2 separate regions of the Mus musculus genome follow, and region 2 is linked to region 1. Evidence: chromatin contacts called from public Hi-C data. All regions are on one chromosome and are shown on one strand. Each heading gives the region's core, a stretch centred on a gene start, on an enhancer-like site or on the middle of the called end of the contact. The rest is flanking DNA. Distances are from core to core; before and after follow the strand shown.

Evidence for each region. A called contact is a pair of places that touch in the nucleus more often than the background predicts.
Region 2: a Hi-C map of LSK cells shows a contact between it and region 1, with 2.8 times the contacts expected there. The contact joins two enhancer-like sites. A contact is called at or near these places in 1 of 484 Hi-C or Micro-C datasets (LSK cells) and 1 of 115 datasets of contacts at active chromatin or transcription factors (large pre-B cells).

What each region holds. Positions count from the first base shown.
Region 1 is chr1:13,049,434-13,053,902 of GRCm38.p6, reverse strand. No RefSeq gene overlaps it. Among named protein-coding and RNA genes, the nearest start is that of Gm39592, 53 kb to the left of the region's middle. Within about 2 kb of position 1,637, at least 13 of the 459 cell types and tissues checked have an H3K27ac peak or open chromatin away from gene starts, as enhancers often do.
Region 2 is chr1:13,423,364-13,428,010 of GRCm38.p6, reverse strand. No RefSeq gene overlaps it. Among named protein-coding and RNA genes, the nearest start is that of Gm39595, 3.3 kb to the right of the region's middle. Within about 2 kb of position 1,425, at least 280 of the 459 cell types and tissues checked have an H3K27ac peak or open chromatin away from gene starts, as enhancers often do.

The DNA of each region.
Region 1 (4,469 bases), core at 388-2,887:
ACAGCAGACTGGGTGTGATGGTGAACCTGCATTGTCAACTTGACTGAATTTAGAGTTGCCTTGATTCTAGACAGGTGTGCTGGTGGCCCTCACTTGTAATCTCAGCCTCACGAGGCAAAAGGATTTCCAGGAGTTCCAGGCTAGACTGGGCTACATAATGATTTCCAGACCAACTTGGGCTATAAGGAGTGAGATGCTGTTTCAAAACTCAAAAGCAGAGTCACCATGGAACATATCATTGAGTGTGACTATGGGGATACTTCTAGAAAGGTCTATCTGAGACATGCAGACCCACCTTGAATGTAGGCATCCTGTTTCCTGAGACGGAGTCCCAGACTTAGTGAAAAGGAGAAGGGGAACTGGAAACCAGTTCTCACCAGCCCATCTCTTTGGTGGATGATCCTGGAGGTTCTGGCTACCATTCCTTTACACCATCAAACTGTAATCTCAACACTTGCAAGGTAGAGGCAGGTAAAAATTGGTGAGTTTGAGGCCAGCCTGGTCTACATAGGGACTTCCAGCCAGTCAGGTTTGAGACCCTGTCTCAAAACCAACCAACAAGAAACCAGTGAGCCCAACTCAATCCTTGCTTCCTTAAGTGGTGTGCCAGGTGTTTTGTTCTGGCCACTAGAAAAGCCATGGGTCTGCTGCACGTGTTTAGGAGGCTGTAAAGCAGGGGCCACACAGGGCTTTGGTTCCTGATAATCGACAAGTTGGTCAGCCATTGGAAGAGGAGTAAGGCTCACCCCCAAGTGGAGCATTAGGACCAGCATTGTTGGCGGTCCGTCTTAGGAGCGTTGTAGAAGTCTTCTGGGTTGCCTTGTGAGTTAATGAGCTGCTGACTGTCTCAGAAGAAAGAAAGAAAGAAAGAAAGAAAGAGAGAAAGAAAGAGAGAAAGAGAGAAAGAGAGAAAGAGAGAAAGAGAGAGAGAGAGAGAGAGAGAGAGAGAGAGAGAGAGAGAGAGAGAGAGAGAGAAAGAAAGAAAGAAAGAAAGAAAGAAAGAAAGAAAGAAAGATAGATTTCCATGGCAACACTAGTCTTTGAGCTGGGACAGTCATAACACATTTTGATCCCAGTATCACAAAATCCATTCAGTTTTTTTCTTAGGGACCATTTAGAATTTTTGCTTTTATGTAGGGGACAAAAAAAAAAAAATCCATGCGGACAAAAACAAAAACAAAAACAAACAAACAAACAAAAAGCTGGGCGTTGGTGGCACACGCCTTTAATCCCAGCAGAGGCAGGTGGATTTCTGAGTTCGAGGCCAGCCTGGTCTACAAAGTGAGTTCCAGGACAGCCAGGGCTATACAGAGAAACCCTGTCTCGAAACCAAAACCAAAACAAAAAAATCCATGCGGCAGGAGGGACTTCAGTGTTCCTCCAGACCCCCTTGATGTTTTGCAGAGAGAATATGAACCTTAAGGTTAGGAGGTGGGTCGAGGTCATGCTGCTATTTAACCTTAGAGAGGAGCTTTGAGGGAGCTTGCCCTTCAGTGACTCTTGGCTATGTCCTCCCAAGAGGAGCGCAGCCTTGTTAGAAGGGAGCTGCTAGGTGACACCTCAGGACTGCAGGTGCTGCTTGCTTTCTCACTTACACCGAACAACTCAGAGCCAAGAGCAGCCCTGTAATTCTGGCAGGGGGTAGAGGCAGAAGGAAGAAGAGTTCCCGACAAACCGGACTTGGGCAGAAAGGTCAAAGCTGGGACCCATCACTTGAAACCGGTGTCTGTGCGCCACCTATAGGATTTTTGGAGAAGAAACACAGCATTTTCCTTTTCCTGCAGGTTAATTCTCGAGGCCATTGAGAAATGTACTATTTCTTTCTTTTTAAAAAAAAAACATTTATTTATTACATATAATGTACACTGTAGCTGTCTTTAGACACTTCAGAAGAGGGAGTCAGATCTCATTACGGGTGATTGTGAGCCACCATGTGGTTGCTGGGATTTGAACTTTGAACCTTCGGAAGAGCAGTCGGGTGCTTTTACCCACTAAGCCATCTCACCAGCCCCGTACTATTTCTTTTTTTTTTTTTTTTTTTTTTTTTAAAGATTTATTTATTTATTATATGTAAGTACATTGTAGCTGTCTTCAGACACACCAGAAGAGGGAGTCAGATCTCGTTACGGATGGTTGTGAGCCACCATGTGGTTGCTGGGATTTGAACTCTGGACCTTCGGAAGAGCAGTCGGGTGCTCTAACCCACTGAGCCATCTCACCAGCCCCCCCGTACTATTTCTTAAAACACCAAAGTAGATGATATTTGCTTGCTTTGCAAAGGAAAGCACTAGGAAAGACAGAGAAGGCACCATGCCTCTGGGAGAGCATGGCAGGACCAACGTTTAAAAAGTTCCCCTTCCCATCTCTAAAGATCCCTTGACCAAGCTTTTGACTCCTTTCCATCATGTCCTAGTCTGCTTTCGACTGCTGTGATAAACAACGTGACGAAGTGGGCTAGAAAGATGGATCAGCAGTTAAGAGCACTGGCTGCTCTTCCAGAAGGCCAGAGTTTGATTCGCTGCACACACATGGCAGCTCCTAACTTTCTGTAACTCCAGTCCCAGGGAATCCTCGGCCCTTTTCTGGAATCATTGGGCATCACTGTGCATGAATATGGTGCCCAGACATACTTGTAAGCAAAACACCCATACACATAAAAACAACAACAACAACAACAACAACAAAACAACAATAATAAAAAGTCTACCATGACCAAAAGTAAATTAAGGACAAGTTATCTGGTTTTCAGGGTACAGCTCATCACCGAGGGAAGTCAAGACAGGAACTCAAGGCAGAAGGGAGGAAGGAGAGAGTGGAGCAGAGCCTGCAAAGGAGTGCTGCTTACTAGCCAGTAAACCTGCCTCCTTGTATCACCCAGGACTACCGGCCCAGCAGTGGCACCACCGGGGATGGTCTGGCTCTCCGATATTAATGATTAAGAACATTTCCTACAGACATACTCACAAACGATCTGATGGAGGTAAACCCCCAGCTCAGGTTCCCTCTTCCCAGATGACTCTGGCTGTGTTGACAAAAAACTAACGGTACCAATCCTAATTAGTCTTCCCCTTTGAAACGTTATCGTTCCGTGAGGCAAGAGAATTGTCACAAGTGTAATGTCAACCTGTTGATCAACCTAAAAACGGACTACAGGCAGAAAGGAAGAAAGGCAGGAATCCAGTATTGCCTTTCATAAAAATGAAATTACCAGGAAGTACAATGTACTTCATTAGAGGGTAGCATAACTGAATACTGAGAACAGCACAGGGTCTCCTCTGTAGGCTGGCCAAAGCTCCAGCTATTCTCTTGAGTGCTGGGAATACAGTCATTTACACCGCTCTGCTTCAGGTTTGTTCTAAATGACGGTTGCGATCTGCCCACACAGCCTCACTCACCTTCCACTTCAGTACGAAGCACCCTTGACCGTTTTGTTTTGTTTTTTTTGTTTTCGTGGGGATTGCCACTTCAGTCTCTTTTACCCACGTTCTGGAAACCCTGTTGGCAATCTAGTAATCTGAGTTTGCGGCCAGAAACTGGATGACTTCGGTGTTCTGGCTACCTGCACCGAAGCGCCCTCTGCTGGAAATGTCTAGAATAGTAACCACAATTTGATTTTCTGAGCTGGACGCGGTGGGCATCTGAAATCTCAGATAATTGAGAAGCTGGGGCAGAAGCATCGATTAAGCCTAGAATTTCGATGACATAATGAGATTCACGAGGAGAAAAAGAAGATTCCAGGAAACTTCACTTTCTTTCTCTTTAGCAGGAAAGACGGCCCCCTTTCCTCAGTGAGGGGGAAAGAATCTCACTTCTTCCTTGGGACCCATGTGTACAGAGCGAGCTCTTTTGTGAAGCTGTTATTTCTGGTCCTGGGTGGCTCTGTGCTAGGGAAACGGGTTTGATTCTGTCCTGATGCTGAGAGCATCCTAGAGACAGCATAGTGCTTCAGGGTGATGCAGCACCTGAAGACTTACACCCTCGTTCACAAAAAGATGGGTTCAGGAACTTAGAGTGTCCATCGCTTTAGAAGGGGAGCAATCAAGAGGAGCTATGAAATAGCCAGTGTGGGGAAGAAGAGCGAAGGTCACTCGGGTAACCAAACTGTAGAAACATGAGCTCGGGGCTTTATACTTCCTCGATAGTGAGAGCTTGACGTGACACCCTGCTTTGGCTGAGTAGTAAACAGAGGGTCAACTCACAGACTCCTCTGAACTGTTGGAAACACACAGATGAGATTTGCCAGGGACCACAGTGACTGTTCAGAACTGGCCTCAAGTCTAGACTGGTGGGGAGAGATGAGAGAAGGAGAAGACAGGCTTTGTGTGTGTGTTGTTTCGAGACCAGGTCTTATTAGCCCTGGAAGGCCTCAAACTTCTGAATTCTGGGATGACAGGTGTGTGTAATACCACCGGGGTTATGTAGTAGTGAACCCCAGAATCAAATGTGTACTATGCAAGGAGGCAAGTACC
Region 2 (4,647 bases), core at 176-2,675, 370 kb before region 1:
AGGAGAGAATGTGGTTTTTCTGCACTCTCTCCAAGCCGACAGAAGGATAACTTGAAAGTGCTGATTGCAAAGAGCATTTGCTACAGACTCAGCTGCTTCACTCACAGAAACAACTGTATTGGAAACACGGGTTTTTTTTTTTTTTTTTTTTTCCTCAACACTCTAAATTCCTACATAGTTAGATAATACCATAAAACTAAAATCCTTCCAGAGTGCTCCAAAGCCACAGTAAATGGAAGACTTTAAACTTGTCAACCAGACATCAGAACGTGATTAAGGCAGCTCTAATACCATGTCAGCTGTTATACCAGAGTCAGCTGTTATACCAGAGGGATGGGGACGCGTGGAGCATCAAGAAGATGGCTCAGTGGGTAAAGCCTTGCACACTAAAGTCCGTTGACCTCAGTTAGATTCCCCAGAACCCACATAAAAAATCCAGAGGTGGTGGTGCACATCTGTAGTCCTCAAACACCCACAAGGAGGCACGAAGTGAAGACAGAGGAATCACCTAGAAGCTCACAGGTCAGCGAGCTGAGTAAACAGAACCTTAGAAACAAGAGAGACCCTGCTTCAAACAATAGAGGAGGGAACCAAGTCCTCTGGCCTACAGCAGGGCACAGATGCATCAGAGTTACTAAGGTGACATAAAAGTACCAGCGAACACACTAATGATCATAAGTAAAATTAGTTATTCTCTACGACTGGAATGAAAGAGCCACTGTGTTTGCCTGTCATTTCCGCTGTTCAGGAGGCTGAGGCAGCAAGATCACGTGAGCTCAAGGGGTTAAGGCAAGCAGTGGGCATCTCAGCCAGCTCTTGCTCCCTACAGAGAAAAGACAGACAGCCAATGAGATGACTAAGGGGGAAAGGACATTTGCCACCAGCAAGCTTGATGATCTGAGTTCAATCATTGGGGATCCACGCAGTGGAGAGAGCAGACTGCAGCAAGCAATCTGCCTGACCTCCACACCCATGTCTTGGCAGGCGCGAACTTCCCCACCCCCTGTCGTACGCCCCACTCCACCTCACCCCACCCCCGCGCTCGCACAAACATACGCAGGCAATTTCAAAAGAAATACGTAGATAGAAAGAAGAGGAGAGAGAAGGGGGGAAATGGGGGAGGGGGAACTAAAGAGTTCAGGCCCCAGGATTTAGCTCAACCGGTAGAGTACTTGTGTAGCACGCATAAAACCCTGGGTTCAGTCCCCAGCTCTGCATAAAGCAGATGTTGTGATCCCTGCGTGTAATCTCCACTACTAGTGAGACCAGCCTGGGCTACATGAGATCATGCGTCAAAATAACAAGGAAAGAAAGATGGGAGCAAACAAAGCGCAGAGAAATTGCAGGAAGGAGTCAACTCGGCCGGCCGAGTCTGAGTCTGTCCGAGTCCGGCAGAGAGTTCCTCCTCCCTGCCGCTGGCTCCTCCTCGAGCTCTGGCCACAGGCTAGGCTCAATAGTATTGAAGTGGCGCCAACAGCCAGTTAGCAAAGCAGCGGGGCAGCAAATTGATTATACAGTTAGCTGTGGAAAAACCGAATTTCTTTATTAAGGGAAAATGAAATCCGGTTAATTGATGCTGCCACGACCCTACCCCCACCCCACCCCCCACGTGCCAGTTACCCCACTGCCTCTTTTGGCTCTTTCACTTCGCTGTGAGGCTGAAACGCGGCCAAAAAAAAAAAAAAAAAAAAAACCGACAGAAGCTTTACTCATTTAAAAATAAGGCAGGTTTTGAGCCGTCCCCGCCCCGCCCCGCCCCGCCCCCCCCCCCCCCCACTTTGCATGATGATTTTTCCAGCTACAATTACTGTAACTCACTCATTATAGAGGATAGCATGGCAGGCAAACAGGCAAGGGGGGGAAAAGTGTGGTAAGACAGTTGGCAGGATGTGAATTGGGAGCCTTTGCCATCTAATTTTAAGCAGTATTTATAGAGAGCACCCATAATACAGCATTCAATGTCTCACAGAAAATCTCTTAAGTAGTAGAAACATTTACTGAAGTCATTAGTGCAGCTCATGGACACCAATGAGGGAAAAAATTAATAAGGCTGCTAACTCCAAATTGAAAGGACAGGATCTAGGTGGGTACATCTTCATGGTGTGATCTCCAATTATAAAAACCACACGCCGGGGTTACCTCCAGACTCTAAGATGACACTGATGATTCACACAGTCCCAGAAAGCTTGCCAAAGATGAGCATTGTATGTACAGTTTTCCTTTCTAAGTCCTAAAACAGCTCCAGCTTGCGAGCACTTGCCAGACTCCTCCTTTGGGATCACTGGGAATTCCCAAATAGTTATAAGACATAATATAGAAAGAGTATGTATGCCCTTTGTCCAGGCTCCTTGAAAGCAACATCCTGTAGTTATAGCACAAATCTTATCACCAGGAAATGTGCATTGGTAAAAAAATCTAGCAGGCTTCTATGCATCCATTAAGTCTTACATGCTTGTATGTGTGCAAGCTCATAACGTGTATGTGTTCATGTCAGCATCATCAGTCAAGATACATCCCAAGTCCACGTGAAGACCAATCTTGCTACTTACTCTCTCAAAGCCTGGCCACCATCTTAGACCACTAATACGTTTCCATCTCTGAATGCGGTCATTTCAAGGATGTTGTAGTGAGTGGGACCATACATCTCAAGACTGACTTTTCATTTGCTACCAATTCATTGAGATTCATCAAAGTTGTTGTATATATATATATGTGTGTGTGTGTGTGTGTGTGTGTGTGTGTAATTTACTCCTTTTCATTGTTGAATAATATTCGATGCATGGATGGATTATTTGTTTAATCACTCATCTTTTGAAGGAATTGTGAGTTGTCTTCCAAATTTCGGTCGTCAGAAGTAAAATTATTGTAAAGATTTGTATATAGGTTTTATGTAAGCATCAATTTTCATTTTCCTGAGACAAATGCCCAGAATAATTTTCATATGTTGTGTGTGTATACACTGTGGTGGTTTGAGTGTGTTGTGTGTGTGTGCACTGTGGTGGTTTGAGTGTGTTGTGTGTGTGTGCACTGTGGTGGTTTGAGTGTGTTGTGTGTGTGTACACTGTGGTGGTTTGAGTGTGTTGTGTGTGTATACACTGTGGTAGTTTGAGTGTGTTGTGTGTGTGTACACTGTGGTGGTTTGAGTGAGAAATGTCCTTCACAGGATTCAGATATTTGAATAACATTTGGTCCTAAGTTGGTGGTACTGTTTAGGAAGCTAAGAAATATTCAGGAAGTGAAGCCTTTCTGGAGGAAGTATGTCACTGGAGGATGGCCTTGGAGAGTTTATAGCCTAGCTTTGCTTCTGGTTGGCACCCTAGACTTCCTGTGTGTCTCTCAACTTCCTGCTTTAGCAACCAGCTCATCCCTCTCCCTGAAATTATGGACTCCTTTTCTGGAACAGTAAGCCAACATGAACTCTTCTCTCTGTAAGTTGCCTTGGTCATGGTGAGCTAACACAGCAACAGAGAAGTGCCTGATGCAGCAATGTAATTAGTGTGATCATTGTCTTAGACAGGAGATAAAATATTGGGATCTGTAAGACGGTGTGGTGTTTAAGAGCTTGCTCTGGGGCTGGAGAGATGGCTCAGTGGTTAAGAACACTGACTGCTCTTCCAGAGGTCCTGAGTTCAAATCCCAGCAACCACATGGTGGCTCACAACCATCTGTAATGGGATCTGATGCCCTCTTCTGGTGTGTCTGAAGACAGCAACAGTGTACTCATATACATTAAATAAATAAATAAATAAATAAATAAATAAATAAATAAATAAATAAATAGTTTGCTCTGCTCTTGCAGAGAACCTCAGCAGGCTCAGCATCTTGTTCTGGTCTCCAGGCATGTGTGGCACACAGTGTGCAGCGCACACACGCAGTGTACAGTAGACACAGTGCCAGAGAAAGCAAAGCAAAGACTGTATCATAATATAGTAAATCAGGGCGATTGTCCAACACTTGGGAGTCAGCAGCAAATACATTGGGTACCTAAATATTATGAAAACCATACTAAAAATGGCCCACAGTAAAAAGGGGATAGAATTAGCTACTTGGCAGCATGGAGTCTCTGACTATAAGCAAGATGTTCTGCGTAGCAGTTTCGCCTCCTCTCAGTTGAAGGCAGCTCAGAGTGGAATGTAACCGTCCCTGAACCTGCTTAGAGAAGCCCACTCAATGAATAATGTGAAGCATGGTTTAGGTTTCTCTCATGTGCCAGGCATAACTATCAGATGTCCGCACTGGCCCTGTCCTCAGGGACTCCTTCCTAGTGAGTCTGCTGCTAAAGGAGTCACACTTTGGTAGCCACTGCACGAGTCACAGCCCTAAGTAGCAACAGTATGTTGCACAAGTGAGACAGATGCCCAGGGACCTGAGCTGGGCCTGAAGCGACAGGATCGAAACAAAGACTACAAGAGGAAGATAAATCTTTGACAGTCGGCAGAGGCAGAGGCAAAACCATCAGATGGAGCAGGAGAGGTGGTTCGGCAGTTAGGAGTACTTGGTGTTCTTCCAGAGGACCCCAGTTTGGTTCCTAGTATCCATAATTGTCTGTAACTCTGGCTTGAAGGGGTCTGACACCTTTATCTGGCTTGAAAGGACACCCAGACACGTGTCACACATGCAAGCACATACACATAAACAAAAACATTT